Linked DNA regions of Mus musculus: all the other regions are linked to region 1. Evidence: chromatin contacts called from public promoter capture Hi-C data. All regions are on one chromosome and are shown on one strand. The core of a region is the stretch at or near the end of the contact, and the rest is flanking DNA. Distances in the headings are between cores, read along the strand shown.

Region 1 (4,591 bases), core at 994-3,493:
CCAGAAGACGGTGTCAGATCTCATTGCGGGTGGTTGTAAGCCACCATGTGGTTGCTGGGATTTGAACTCAGAAGAGCAGTCAGTGCTCTTACCCCCTGAGCCATCTCAATTTCTTAGCTCCAGCTCACCAGCATCAATAGTCCCAGTAATGCAAAGTTTTCACTTTAGTAGTTCTGGTATCTTGTTATTTACAGCAGATTCTTCAGCCCCAGCTAACCAAAACCACAGAATCTTCACAATAAAAATAGCAGCGGCACTGATAAGAGTCTTTAGTCTTCCCTCTGAAATTTCACAAGCCAGGCCTCCATCTTGTGCACTGTTCTCAACATTATCTTCCAAGCTCCTATACAACATCCCACAGAGCTCTTAATACCGAATGGATCTTCTAGCCCAAAGTTCCAAAGTCCTTCCACAGTCCTCCCCAAAACATCATCAGGTTGTCACAAGAATACCCCATTCCTGGTACCAATGTGTCTTAGTCAGGGTTTGTATTCCTGCACAAATATGACCAATAAGCAAGTTGGAGAGGAAAGGGTTTATTCAGCTTACACTTTCCACATTGCTGTTCATCACCAAAGGAAGTCAGGACTGGAACTCAAGCAGATCAGGAAGCAGGAGCTGATGCAGAGGCCATGGAGGGATGTTTCTTACTGGCTTGCTTCCCCTGGCTTGCTCAACTTGCTCTCTTCTAGAACCCAAGACTACCAGCCCAGAGATGGCACCACCCACAATAGGCCCTCCCCCCTTGATCATCAACCAAAAAAATGCCCCACAGCTGGATCTCATGAAGGCACTTCCCAACTGAAGCGTCTTTCTCTGTGATAACTCCAGCCTGTGTCAAGTTGACACACAAAACCAGCCAGTACAGACAATAGGGCAACTGTACATACAAGCTCACTGCAGTTACAACACCATGCACAAGACCCGTGCAAGCCCAAACCAGAACAAATCTCAGCACAGAGACAAGAGTTCGGCACCAAATACCTAGTACCAAGCTACGGCAATTACTAGCTGCTGGGAGAGGAGGAGAAGGGTTTCTCTAAGAGTATATAGCCCGAGGTAAGCCAATAACAATCCAATGAAATATTCAAGAATATTGAATTCAGCATAAGTTAGTCTTAAAGGGTTTTGAAACAAAAAAGAAAGATAGGTCACAAAGATAGGTGGACTGGGGACAGAATTTTCAGTGGTGAATATAATCAAAATGAGTTGTATATATAGATCAGAGAACTAAAGAGAAAAGGAGAAACCAGGCTACACCGCCAGAAATTCAGGGAGCCAACAAGCCCTGGGTCATGGGGGAAATGTCTCTTCCCATTACATCACTCCAGGCTCTTGGAAGATCCCAGAGCTCAAGGGAGCCACACAAGGTCATTAGCCCACAATGTGTAAAAAGGCCACCCCCACTCCCCCCTACACACATATACACACAGGCACGCACGCGCACACACATACACACCACACACACAAGCCTTGTCACACACCAAGACTCCAAACTTCAAGACTAGCTCTAGTCTCTTGGTCTTTGCCGTTGCATTCAGCCAGGCAATTCTGTATGTTTTCCCCGCAAGGCAAGCGACCAAGCTGTATTTCCAAATTCATGATGAGTGCAGCTCCCCAAGACTTCTGTCCTCACCAATTCAGACATTTGTTCCTGTGGAGGATGGCTCTGATCCCTCACAAACCTCAACAGAGAGCGGGGGTGGAAAGGTGACATCTAGATGCCCCAGGTCCAATCTCCCTGACCTGGCACTAACACAGGGGACACACCTACAGCGTCATAGCCTGGGAAGCAGGCCAGACTGACCTGTAGCTTGTTTAGGACAAGATAGTGGACCCCTAACCCCGTTCTCACATGGCCCCCTCCCCATCCCAGGGTCTTCACCGAGACCCTCCTCCGGGATGGGCAGAGAAGCTGATTCCACTCCCAAAGACTCCACGCATCGAGGATGGAGCAGCGGCAGACACCTGAACCTTGTGGGTGGCCCACGCCAGCTCTCCGGACTCTTCCCCGCCTGGAGGGATCTGCAAGAGCCGAGGACGTCTGCACTTTCGCTCACCAGAACCGCAGTAGAATCGTCCACAGGCACAGGTGACGACTGCAGGATGCGGAAGTACACCGACCGGGGTGACGCGCGCGCACTTCACTACCCACGCAGCGCTAGAGATGGGGGAACTACAATACCCAGAATGCCGCGTACTGCAGGACACCCCATGCTGACTTGGCTGCAACCCGAAGCTTCAGACTATAGGAGGGGCTCCCTAGCACTGCCGGACTCTTTCATTGACTGCAAGACAACAGGGTAAGATCTTAGAGAAACAGAAAAAAAGCAGAAAAGCCAAACCGAAGTAATCTTTGCGTACTTCTAAGGAAGCTCATTAATCAATTCTTTTAAAAAAGATGTGCTATCTAGATGCCTTCCTCCTGCCAATTCAATCTTGGTTGGTTTTTTGTTTGTTTGTTTGTTTTGTTTTTTTTCTTTTTTACGTGCCTGTGAGTCGTGTGTTTTAAACTGCAGCATGTGTGGATACTGTGGGTGTTGTTTCTTGAAAATAATACTTTTTTTAAAAAATGATTACAAAAAGACAAGGGCAAACTAAGTTTGAAGATATTCATAGTGTAATGTTTTAAACTATTTTGCTCATACAAAAAAACACTTCTTGGTTGTAACAGAAAGACAAAAATCTTTGCGAAAAGACTAGGAATTTGAGCGGAACTCAATTTAATTGAATTTGAATTTTCAATTGTATTTCTAGTATTTGACGTGAGCAGTATTTTCAAATTATTTCCCATTTGCTTCTTAAAGTGAGGTGGCAAACAGCAGAAGTCAACAGGGACCAGATTCAGTCTTCCACATAAAACAAGCTTTAAAAGGACAACATGGACTAAGAAACCGATGGGGAAGCACTGCACACAGAAACAATGGAGGAATATCAGTGATGTGGACAATAAACGAAGTGAGCAGCGAACTCCCCTGGTGAGAAACCGTTCTGGCACAGAACAGAGAAGGGAGACCCGAGCAAGACCTGGAGGTCAACCTGAGACGAAGCCGGGGCCCTGGGGAAACCAAGGCAGCTTCAGTTCAAAGGACAGTACGAAGGACCAGAGAAATCCACAGAGGTTCAGTGGCTCCTTCCTCGGGCGTTCACCGAACACTGACAGCACGCGACACACAGCTGTGCCATCCCAGGGAAAAGTCCCGGGAAAAATGTCAGTGGGAATAAAGGGGGTGAGGAACAACACCTCTTCCTATGAGGCCATAAAGCCTTCAGAGTTGTACATAATACCTGGAAATGGTTTCATCTTGATAGGAAGACAAGATGGGGCCCCCGAGCCTTTCTTGTTTCACCTAGGAAAATGCAAAACTAAGCCTAGAAAAGATCAAATTGTTTACAAGTAACTTCATTTTATTTTTTTTTAAGTTTGAGCATACTTAGGATACACGCCACACTTGATAAGGCAAAAAACATGGAATGTCAAGTTTTCAATTAAAAGATGTCATGCCAGTAAAATGGGTCTATATTGTTCAGATAAAGAAAAAATAAAATCAGTAAGAATAATACTAGGAAATAAGGAGAGGCGCTGGAGAGGTGGCTACCGAGTGTTAAGAGCACTTGGGAATCTTGCAGAGGACCCAGGTTCAGTTCCCAGCATCTATAAGATGGCTCACAACTGCTTAGAATTCCACTTCCAAGGATCAGATGCCCTCTTCTGGTCTCTACAGACAACTGCATGCACACAGTGCACTTACCTGCAGGCAAAACACATTAATACTTATAAAAATAAATAAAAATGCATTAAATAAAAATACATTAAGTAAAAAGAAATATCATGTGGAGATGGTCTCAGTGGATAATGTGCATGCCATGGTGCTCAAGCATGAAGATTCGGGTTCGGATGCTCAACACCTTGCTTCAATTTTGTTGTTGTTGTTTTGCATTTTGAGATAGGGTCTCTCCAGAAACTGTCCAGAAACTCACTTTGTAGCCCCTGCTGGCCTCAAACTCACAAAGGTTCATCTGCCCCTACCTACCAAGTCCTGTGATTAAAGGCGTGTGCCACCATGCAATTTGTATGACTAGAGTGGCAGAAAAAGACACCTGACGTCAGCCTCTGACCTCCACACACATGCACATGTGCAAACACATACGTACCCACACCACACACACACACACACACACACACACACACACACCCGCATGCTCGAGTGTAAAAAGATAGAGAGAGATAAAGGGACTGGACCCAGAACAGACCTCAGCAGCTGGGACCCAGCTGAGGAGCCAACTCTGCTCATAAATCCGAAACACTTCCAAAAGCCATCACCTAAGATAAGCTAGGTTTGTAAGGTTTTTTTAAAATCCATCTCTTAAGACACTAAGAACTTTCTGTCTCAAAATTGCTATAATGCCCTTCAGTTCATTTTTTTTTTCTCACAAGAGTATGCACACTGGGTCAGGAAAAAAAAAATGAAGACATGATGTCTACTGCTCTAGAGGAGGTGAGACCTGGGAGAACGGAGTCAATAAATGAAGCCGACTAGAAAGTCTTATGCAATAGCCAACTTCATTCAGAGCATCAGCCAGTTTATAC
Region 2 (4,591 bases), core at 658-3,157, 510 kb after region 1:
ACATACATGCAGGCAAAACAATCATATACATAAAAAATAGATTAAAAAAAGAAAGAAAATTTAGGAAATACCAATAGCCAAGAGAAACAAACAAGGAAACAAGCCAAAGAACACCCATTGATGTGTTATAATAGTGGCTCGAGTCTGAACCTAGCACACCAGGCCATAACAGTTCCATGTGTAAGAGGTTTATTGAGAGAGAGAGGGACAAGGTAGTGGCAGAAAGAGAAGGGGGGAAGAGAGAGAGAGAGATCAGGGGAGGGGCTTTCTTTATGTATATGGGTAATGACATAACACAGGTAAAGGTGGGAGGTGAGCCAAGTGGATTCTGGGAATATAGTGGCTGTTGTCTTGGCAACAGGTCTGCGGGTCCCACCTATGTGATGTCACAGGTTTCAGAGGTCCTGATGCCAATACCCATAATCTCAAGATTTGGAAATAAATAATAACTGTAAAATTAGCCAGAAGAAAAAGAGACAGGAGCAAAGGCTGCTCTCCTGGAGACTGGGGTTTATCCAGGGAGAGACTATGGAGGCACACTCTCAAGTCTAGGACCCCCAGAGCTTGCAGTCCACTCATAGGCTGGGGTAGTTACAGAACAGGGAAGGGGATGGGCAAAGGGGAATGAAAGGCTTTGTGGCCTGTGATTGGCTGTTAGGGGTAGTTAAGGAGAATTGTTCGGGCCCACTTCCTGTCTGTTCTCTACTTCCTGTTCTAAGGTATGAGGCTTCAGTTACTCTCTGGCCACCATGGTGCCACCACTTGTAACGCATTCCCGTCCGTGATGGACAGAAGATCCTCAAACTGCAAGCCAAACCCCTTCCTCCTCTGATTTGTTTGTCAAGTGTTTGGTCACCGCCAAGAAAAACCGGCTGCTATGGAAAGGAAAATTTAAAGATAAGGGTTTTGTAAACTGATTTTTCATTTTTAGTATTACAACATCTCTGCACCAATATTTTGGCACACTATTTGTCTTAATGGGTTGATACAGCCACGTTTCATTATGTGACTATGCGTTTACATGTAGGGCATCTATGGAATGATTTTTAAAAAAAGAATTATTTATTTATTTTATTTAGTTAATTATTCACCATTGCTCTCTTCAGACACACCAGAAGAGGGCATCAGATCCCTTTACAGGTGATTGTGGGCCACCATGTGGTTACTGGGAATTGAACTCAGGACCTTTGAAAGTTTGTTGTTGTTGTTGGTGGTGGTGGTGGTGGTGGTGGTGGTTTGTTTGTTTTTGGTTTTGGTTTTGGTTTTGGTTTTTCAAGACAGGATTTCTCTGTATAGTCCTGGCTGTCCTGGAACTCACTTTGTAGACCAGGCTGGCCTCGAACTCAGAAATCCACCTGCCTCTGCCTTCTGAGTGCTGGGATTAAAGGTGTGCTCCACCACGCCCGGCTATGATTTTTGTCTTTTATTTTGAAACAATTATGAAGTTGCAGAGTAGCCAGAAGCATTTTTTTTTTAAATTGTATGAGTATTCTGTCTGCATGTACCTGCATACCAGAAGAGGGCATCAGACCCCTTTATGGATGGTTGTAAGCCATCAGGTGAGTGGTGGGAATTGAGCTATGGAAGAGCAGCCAGTGCTCTTAACCGCTGAGCCACCTCACCAGCCCCCAGAAGCAAATTTTTAGTAAGCTTGTCTCAAGTCACTTGAAAATAACTTGTTGACAAGACACCCCTGCCTGATCCCGCATACTTAATACCTGTTTTTCCCACACAAGGACATTTTCTCCTACTATTTAAAACAGTCAAGAGATTCACAGTGCTAAGTCACGAACACCTGGTTCTCGGAACCCATTTGCATTTTGTCAATTGTCCTATTAATGTCCTTGGCAGTCAGAGTCTCCTCCATATCAGGTCTCAGCAATGACTCTGCAAGTCCTGGTCGCAGCTATAGCAGAGGTGGCCTGTGGGAGAGCTGGCCAGGGAGCACCATGAGGGGCAGGAGTGTGCTAAGCCCCAGAGGCACATGGCTGCCCTTCCCCCACTGCTGAGCATGGCAGCTGCTGGGGACAGCTGGGGCTTGGCTGCCTTAGGGCCACACACTCTGCAGCTTCCAAGAGCCTTGTGACCTGGAGGCTATTCTGAGTGACAGCTGCCACTCCAAACCTTCTGACGCGCACCCTGCCCACCACACCCTTACTCCCTCAGGGGTACTTATAGCACAGGTTAAAGCTCTTGGGTGCCTGAGAGTATTTGGTTTACTTATTTCCTTATTTACTATAGTCTTTATTAGATAGAAGAGATATAGCTTATCTCTCGACCTAATTCACACAAATATATATCAAAGTCACTGGAAGAACATTCTATTGTTAATCCGTCTTCTATTTCTTAATCCTGCTTACAATTTTATTTTTAGATTTTTTTTATGTGTATGTTTTGCTGGCACATATGTATGTGCACCTCATGCATACCTGGAGAAGAGCGGGTAGCTCTCTTGGAGCTTAAGTTACAGACAGTGGTGAGCCACCACGTGGATCTGGAAACTGACCCTGAGTCCACTGCAGGTGCACTAAATGCTTAAACTACTGAGCCAGCAGTCACAGGTCCTGAGTTTGGATCATAGACCCACATAAAAACATAAAAATATAGGCATGGCCATGCATGCCTGTAACCCCAGACTTAGGTGGACACAAACAAGGAGGCCCCTGAAGCTCACTGGTCAGCCAGTCCAGCTGAATTACTGAGATTCAGTGAGCAGCCCTTTATCAAAATATAAAGGTTGAGGATGTGCCCCGACCCTTAACTGAGGCACTATTGACAGTTAATGGCTGCTGGAGGAGGATCAGTTTTCTTTTCTCTTCCTCCTCCCCCTCCTCCTTTTCTTCCTCCTCCCCCTCCTTCGTTCGTTTGTTTTTGGTATTTTCTCTGGCTGTCATGGAACTAGCTCGGCAGAACAAACTGGTCCATAACTCAGAGATCCACCGCCTCATGCCTCCTGAGTCCTGGGACTAAAGGCATGTTCCACCACCGCCTGACTCGAGACAGTTTTCTCTAAGGCTGTTGTGCTTGGCAGGTTGATCATGCTCCAGTGCATGTCCCATCCCCATGGGTATGTGGGGAGCACAAACTGGGTTATTCAAAAAAACAATTTCTAAAATAAAGAACTTGTTTTTTCTGGCTAGTGGTGTTGCACGTCTTTAATCCCCGCACTCAGGAGGCAGAGGCAGGTGGATCTCTGAGTTGGAGTCCAGTCTGTTCTACAGAGTGAGTTTCAGGACAGCCAGGGCCACATCATAGAGAAACTTTGTTTCAAAAAAGCCAACAAACAACCAACAAAAGAATTAATTATCAAGTGTGTGAGTCAGGAAAAGAACATTTATTTTAACCTGAAGTCCTGGCTCTACACTTCTCTGTGTATCACAAATTGTTGACTCTTTAAAATGCTAGTTTGGGGCCTGGAAGAAGTGGCTCAGAGGTTAAGAGCACTCACAACCTCTGTTCCACCGGGAGGACCAGTGATTCCTAGCACCCATATAGTAGTTCACAACCATGGGATCTAGCACCCCCTTCTGGCCTTTGTGGGCACTGCACTGTCACGGTACATAATATACAGGCAGAACACTCATACATAAAATAAACTTTAAAAATTAAAAATGAAAGTTTAAACTTGTAGCACATTCAATTCACAACACAACCACATACCTATCTGTGTGATCTACCTTGACAGTAGAATAGCTATAGTGTAATATTTAGTCGGAACAACAGACATGCAAAGAGATATACACAGGTACACAGAGAATTCCAGTGTCCCGAACTACCACACACATCTCTCTGCAAGCAGACATACATACACTGACCTACAGAGACACACAGATCTACACTTCCCACTTCTACACAAATACAAATACACATAAACACACCCCACTACCATAACAAAATGGCCTCCATGTGCCTGGCTCAGTGTATGCCATTGCTTTGGCCAAATAAACCGTCATCTTCCCTCAGCCTTTGTAGTCTGCTAGCTGCTCAGCAGACCAGCTCCTTCTTCGATTCACATTCAAACGTCTATGGTTAATCTGGGAAGGAAACAGACAGTGCTGGGATTAAAGGCGTGCGCCACCACTGCCCGGTAGACAACAATTATTACCAGGAGAATAAAAGAAACTTTTTTTTTTAAAGATTTATTTATTTATTATGTGTAAGTACACTATAGCTGTCTTCAGACGCTCCAGAAGAGGGCGTCAGATCTTGTTACAGATGGTTGTGAGCCACCATGTGGTTGCTGGGATTTGAACTCCAGACCTTTGGAAGAGCAGTCGGGTGCTCTTACCCACTGAGCCATCTCACCAGCCCTAAAAGAAACTTTTACATGACTGAACACCTGTTGGCCAACAAGCTGACAGAATGGGTAGTGGGTGATCCTGTGCCTACTGTTTACAGAAGAGACAGAGGAACTGGGGCTCTTCCCAGCTGCCTTTCTGACATGACCCCTGTCCCCCAACCTTCCCGGTTGATAGCTACTGACCTTCTGTGACCAGTTAGCTGTGTTTCCCCAGATAGGTTGGCATTGTGTGGCTGTTGCTTGATTCTAGAAGGCACAGCATAGGGAGGCAATGGAGGGACTTCTGCAAAT
Region 3 (4,591 bases), core at 696-3,195, 300 kb after region 1:
CTCCTTCCTTGCTCAAGATGGCCCATATGTGAGACAGTGCTGCTGGGCGACCTCCTTATGTACAGGCTGAAGGAGACCCTGGTAGAAGCTCTAACAGGGACCTAGGAAAGCTACTGATCAGAAAATGAGGGTTCTAGAGAAGACGCTGGTGGGGTGGGGCAGAGTCAGAGAGATGGAACAGCCCCACTGAGATTGGATAGGCAAGCTTGGACAAAAGCCATCTCCTAGGCCAATGCTCCATGGACCGAGAGACATTTCCTGAACCCGAGGAGAGGGAAGCCAATGGCTCCACAGCCCCCTCTGAAGGCTGCCTCCCAGGCCAAAGCCATAATGGCAGGCCAAGTCACACATCCCTGAGTTCTGCAGAGAGTTATGTTGGAGCCTCCCTCGTTAGCCTGCCCTGCCCTGTGCACAATACAGGGCTGTGTCTCACAGGACAACAGCTGTCCTGGCACTGTCCAGCTGCGCTAGTCTGGGGACTTCACTGAGCATGGGCAGGAACAAATACCTTCAAGGTGCAATGCTCTATCCTGTCCTCAATCCAGGCCACAGGGACATGCCAAGACATGCACCGCCAGGGTCCTAAACCCTGAGGCTGGACCCCCATGAGAACCCACATGGACATGAACTTCCCACTCACGCCATCTGGGTGACCCCAGACCCAGCTGGCCCGGCTATCTACAAGGTTGCCGGAGAATCAGTGAACAAAGTTTAACTAGTCAGCATGGAAAATAATACTTTAATCCTCCAATTACCATACCTAAATCCCCTCCTTTTCCCATGGCGGTAAACACCAAGCAAAACCAGCCACAGGAAATTAACATATTTTCCTCCGTTTTCCTCAGCTGTTTTTTTCCAAACAGTCAGTACTTAAAACAGTGCAAATGGACCATCAAACACTGACCTGTGCTCCAACCGGGAGACTTTGGAAGAGGAACTGCCTGCGGCGGGCTGCGGGAGCTGGCTGGCCTCTGAGGCACGTGTGTGGACACATGTGGGGTCTGCAAAGCACTCTCCCCAGACTTGGGGCACGGGGCCACAGCAGCTCTGGTTTCTCATTAGCAGACAGCCCCCTCTGGCCTCATGAATAAGGACTCAAATACCCCCATCTGTGTTCTGTCTCCACGCCACCCAGAGTTCTCCCTCCACAGCACCCAGAACTGGGCACCAAGGTGAGGGCCTAGGCTCTTGGTCCTGTCTGCCCTCATCCTGGGTGGTACTAGGCTCACCCTAGGTTCCAACTTCCCAGGCCTTTCCATTGAGGTCATGGGAGATCCAGGGTACTAAGGATCTCTGAGACTCTGAGGTCAGCCATTGAAGTATTAGCTAGCACATATATTCTCCTGGAAGTCAGGCATTCCCACCACCAGAGACTGTGTGACACCCTGCACAGCATCACAGACTTGAGTGGAGGTGCTCCTATGAGAAGAAGCCACAGCCAGGCTTCCCCCATGTGTTCACCAAAACTCTCACTCTATCATGCCAGGCTAAGCCAGGACTCTGAGCCCAGAACCATGCACACCCCTCCCACCATGCCTGAGGCTGGGTGGCTGTGAACATGATATTGCATTCAAAACAGTAATCTATGAAATGAAATATGGCCAACTAATTCAGCAAAAGCTTGTTTCAATCAAGCCCTTAATCTGCCTTCCCAGAATCTCCCGTCATCTACGAGGAGGCCTGACCTAGGCCTCCACCTGCTGGAGCAGCCTCAGAGTCAGGGTGAGCGGCTGCCTCGGGCAGTCATCTAAAAACAGCTCTGGCAGATGAAGGAACAGGAACCCTGGACGGGCCCGTGGAGTTCTTCCCAAATGAGGGACCGGCACAGACAAGTGGATGTAGCCCAGCACTCAACAACTCTTTAGTAGCCCCAAGTTGGGCCCCTGTGTGAGATCAGCCCAGAGCCTGGGCCTGCCTCTGTTATCTCCAAGCTGTGGGCCATGGGACAGCTGTCTAAGCTCCCTACGCCTCAGGTTCCCCAATTATCAAGTTAAAGTCTGAAGCTGTCATGAGACTACAGAGCTGAGAGGACACTACTGTTCCTGAAGTATGTCGTGGAGGGTCTTGCGGTGGGGGGAGAGGGGGGTCCAGGCTGTGCCCCATCATTCACCTATCAGTGCCACATCTGGAAATGCCACTAAAGTTTCACTGAGAGGTAAACAATAGTCAAGTGCTTCAAACCCAAGTCAGCAATGCATGAATCTAACTGGGGCCATCAAGAGAATGGGCTGGTGAGATGGCTCAGAGGCTAAGAGCACTGACTGCTCTTGACTCCAGGGTTCAAATCCCAGCAACCACATGGTGGCTCACAACCACCTGTAATGAGATCTGAAGACAGCTACAGAATACTTATGTATAATAAATAAATCTTTGGGCCTGAACGAGTGTGGCCAACCGGAGCGAGCAGGGTTGACCGGAACAAGCAGAGATCTTAAATTCAGTTCCAAACAACCAGATGAAGGCTCACACCCATCTACAGCTACAGTGTACTCATATACATAAATAAATAAATCTTTAAAAAAAAAAAAAAGAGTCAAAGGAAGTCTATCCTTGCTGCTCTGAAAGCCCGGTTCTCAGCAGTCAGTGGCTAGGGCCTGTCTGCATCCCACTGTGTGGCGGGGTCTGCGCCCAGGGGCAGCCATGTTCTGCGAGTGCTGAGGGACACAGCCAGGGCCCACCTGTTGGGGTTGTACTCGAGTGCGCCAACCTCCTCGCTGGCCTGCAGCAGGTCCAGGATGCCGGCCGCGGAGCTCCCACTCTCCTTCTTCACTTTGGCATTTCTGCCTGGCTTGGTGTCCGTGTCGATGTGCAGAGAGCCCTCGTCAGAGGAGTCATCGCTCTGCGGAGCCAGGGACAGAGCAGCAGGTCAGGGCAGGGCACTGGGGAGCAGGTCCCTTCACGGGGAGACTAGTTTAAAGAGTTCTATACTAATGACTGCTACAGGGTAGTCTCAGGTTCACACTATGGGTGAGGTCCTCATGAGACAGGTGTGGGTGCTAAGCCTTTCCTAGGGTCCTCAAAACCACGAAGGTTGAAGTCACCTTCACACCCTGGGGTCTTTTCCAAAGAAAGCCCCAGGATTTCCAACCAGGGTGTTGTGACTATAAACCTCTGGCCTGGATAAGCTTATCCCAGCAGGTGGCTCAGGGGACTGGTACTTCCTGGGCTTCCCAGGAAACATGAGACCTCAGCCATGATCCTTTTCTGCTGGAAAGACAGCCTTGGAGGTCATCTTACTGTAAGACCCCAGCTGATGGGGAGCCACCCCCTGCTATTCCTATGCCAGGGGACACGTTTTGGTGCATTTATCTCCCATGGGCAGGACCAAAGGAGCATCGCCTTAGCCCTGGTGCCAGGGACTGAGCAAGACCATGTCCCTCTTGTGCCATGGACGGCGGGAGGGTGGCTGTCCTTGCACATCAAGCACAAGCGCGCTGCAGGCCGGGCTGTGGGAAGGGGCTGGGAGGCTCACCTTGTACACCGCAGAATCCAGCTTTGGCTTCGAGGTGGGCATGAGGAGAGCCTCCTTCTTGTCTAACAAGACTGAAAGCACAGTGGATAACTGTCAAGTGGAGACCTTCAGGGGGGTCGGCCGAGATCCCTCGGAACCCCCTGCCCACACCCACCAGACTCACAGGACAAGTCCCTTTTGGGGGCGCTCTTCTTCCTCCTGATGGGAAACTCGTCTATCTTCAGCTCCCCATCATCTGATACGTACTCATACTCATCGCGCACGGGCTTGGCCTTGTCCTCCTTGAAGCTCTGCAAGGCGCCGAACACACCAGGGCTGCTCGGGGGCCTGAGGGCCTTGGAGCTAGAGTAGTAGGAATAGGTCAGTGGGACCCCAGGGCCCTGAAGCCAGCAGACCATAGACCCTCACAGGCAAGAAAACCTCTGCTTGGAAGGCAAGCAGCTGGTCAGAGACTGTACAGCCCTGAGTTTCCACTGCGGGAAGTCTGCTTATGGAGAGGGACATCCTCTCATCCACAGCCTCCTCCTTTGTCCCATGTCACCTGGTATGAGGCCCAGGATACACAGTCACGCACTGTAGAGAAAGATCTGAATGTGCTTTGGTTCTGACAAGCATAGCCCACAACCCTCTTTTCCAGACTGCCAGAGTTTAAATCAAGTCTCAGGTGAGAACAGGGCCAACTCTTGTGTCTTTTTCTGCACACTTATTTTTGGGAAAAACATAAAACAATAGCACTTCAGCTATGGGCTATTAGATACTGTGTATCTTTCTTCTTGCTAGGGAAAGTCTTGCTTTCCCCAGGTCTGGCTTGGACCTCCCTAGGTCTTCAGGACATATTTTTCTCAACAGGAGGGACAGCAAGCTGAACAGAAGGCCTGCAACACTGACAGACAGCACAACAGGCCATTGCAGCCTCCAACAGTCTCAGGAAAGGCTGTCACCCTGCTGTCTTAAAGCTGGGTCACAGACACCACGCCTGTGCACACTTGTATACACAGAGCTCTAGTGCCTCATTCATTTTGCCTGCATATTCTACACTATGTAGCCTTGTCATAGAACTGGAAAGCTTCTCTGGGACAGTCTCAGGGACACTTCTACTGAAATGACAGAAGCAAACTC

What was found. Promoter capture Hi-C pulls out the DNA fragments that hold promoters and counts their contacts.
Region 2: a promoter capture Hi-C map of embryonic stem cells shows a contact between it and region 1, with 2.1 times the contacts expected there. The contact joins the enhancer-like site here to the promoter of A830005F24Rik in region 1. A contact is called at or near these places in 8 of 39 promoter capture datasets (3T3-L1-derived adipocytes, the C10 cell line, embryonic stem cells and 3 more), 1 of 15 datasets of contacts at CTCF or cohesin (embryonic stem cells), 1 of 484 Hi-C or Micro-C datasets (embryonic stem cells) and 2 of 9 other capture datasets (adipose tissue and embryonic stem cells).
Region 3: a contact with region 1 is called in a promoter capture Hi-C map of 3T3-L1-derived adipocytes, with 2.7 times the contacts expected there. The contact joins the enhancer-like site here to the promoter of A830005F24Rik in region 1. A contact is called at or near these places in 8 of 39 promoter capture datasets (the 3T3-L1 cell line, 3T3-L1-derived adipocytes, the C10 cell line and 4 more), 2 of 15 datasets of contacts at CTCF or cohesin (the G1E-ER4 cell line and large pre-B cells), 78 of 484 Hi-C or Micro-C datasets (the AML12 cell line, the AtT-20 cell line, B cells and 42 more), 2 of 115 datasets of contacts at active chromatin or transcription factors (embryonic stem cells and large pre-B cells) and 2 of 9 other capture datasets (embryonic stem cells and liver).

Annotation. Positions count from the first base shown.
Region 1 is chr13:48,511,327-48,515,917 of GRCm38.p6, forward strand. It overlaps A830005F24Rik (RIKEN cDNA A830005F24 gene), which reads left to right and starts at 2,244. Exons shown (of 2, transcript NR_165458.1): 1 at 2,244-2,303; 2 at 2,808-3,513. Zfp169 (zinc finger protein 169) reads right to left here and starts at 2,110. Exons shown (of 5, transcript NM_026450.3): 1 at 1,969-2,110.
Region 2 is chr13:49,018,379-49,022,969 of GRCm38.p6, forward strand. No RefSeq gene overlaps it. Among named protein-coding and RNA genes, the nearest start is that of Fam120aos, 53 kb to the left of the region's middle. Within about 2 kb of position 1,908, at least 40 of the 459 cell types and tissues checked have an H3K27ac peak or open chromatin away from gene starts, as enhancers often do. A contact at or near this core is called in embryonic stem cells, where this site is marked.
Region 3 is chr13:48,810,231-48,814,821 of GRCm38.p6, forward strand. Phf2 (PHD finger protein 2) reads right to left here. Exons shown (of 22, transcript NM_011078.3): 15 at 3,636-3,814; 16 at 3,473-3,543; 17 at 2,679-2,839. Among named protein-coding and RNA genes, the nearest start is that of Phf2, 58 kb to the right of the region's middle. Within about 2 kb of position 1,946, at least 10 of the 459 cell types and tissues checked have an H3K27ac peak or open chromatin away from gene starts, as enhancers often do. A contact at or near this core is called in palatal mesenchyme, where this site is marked.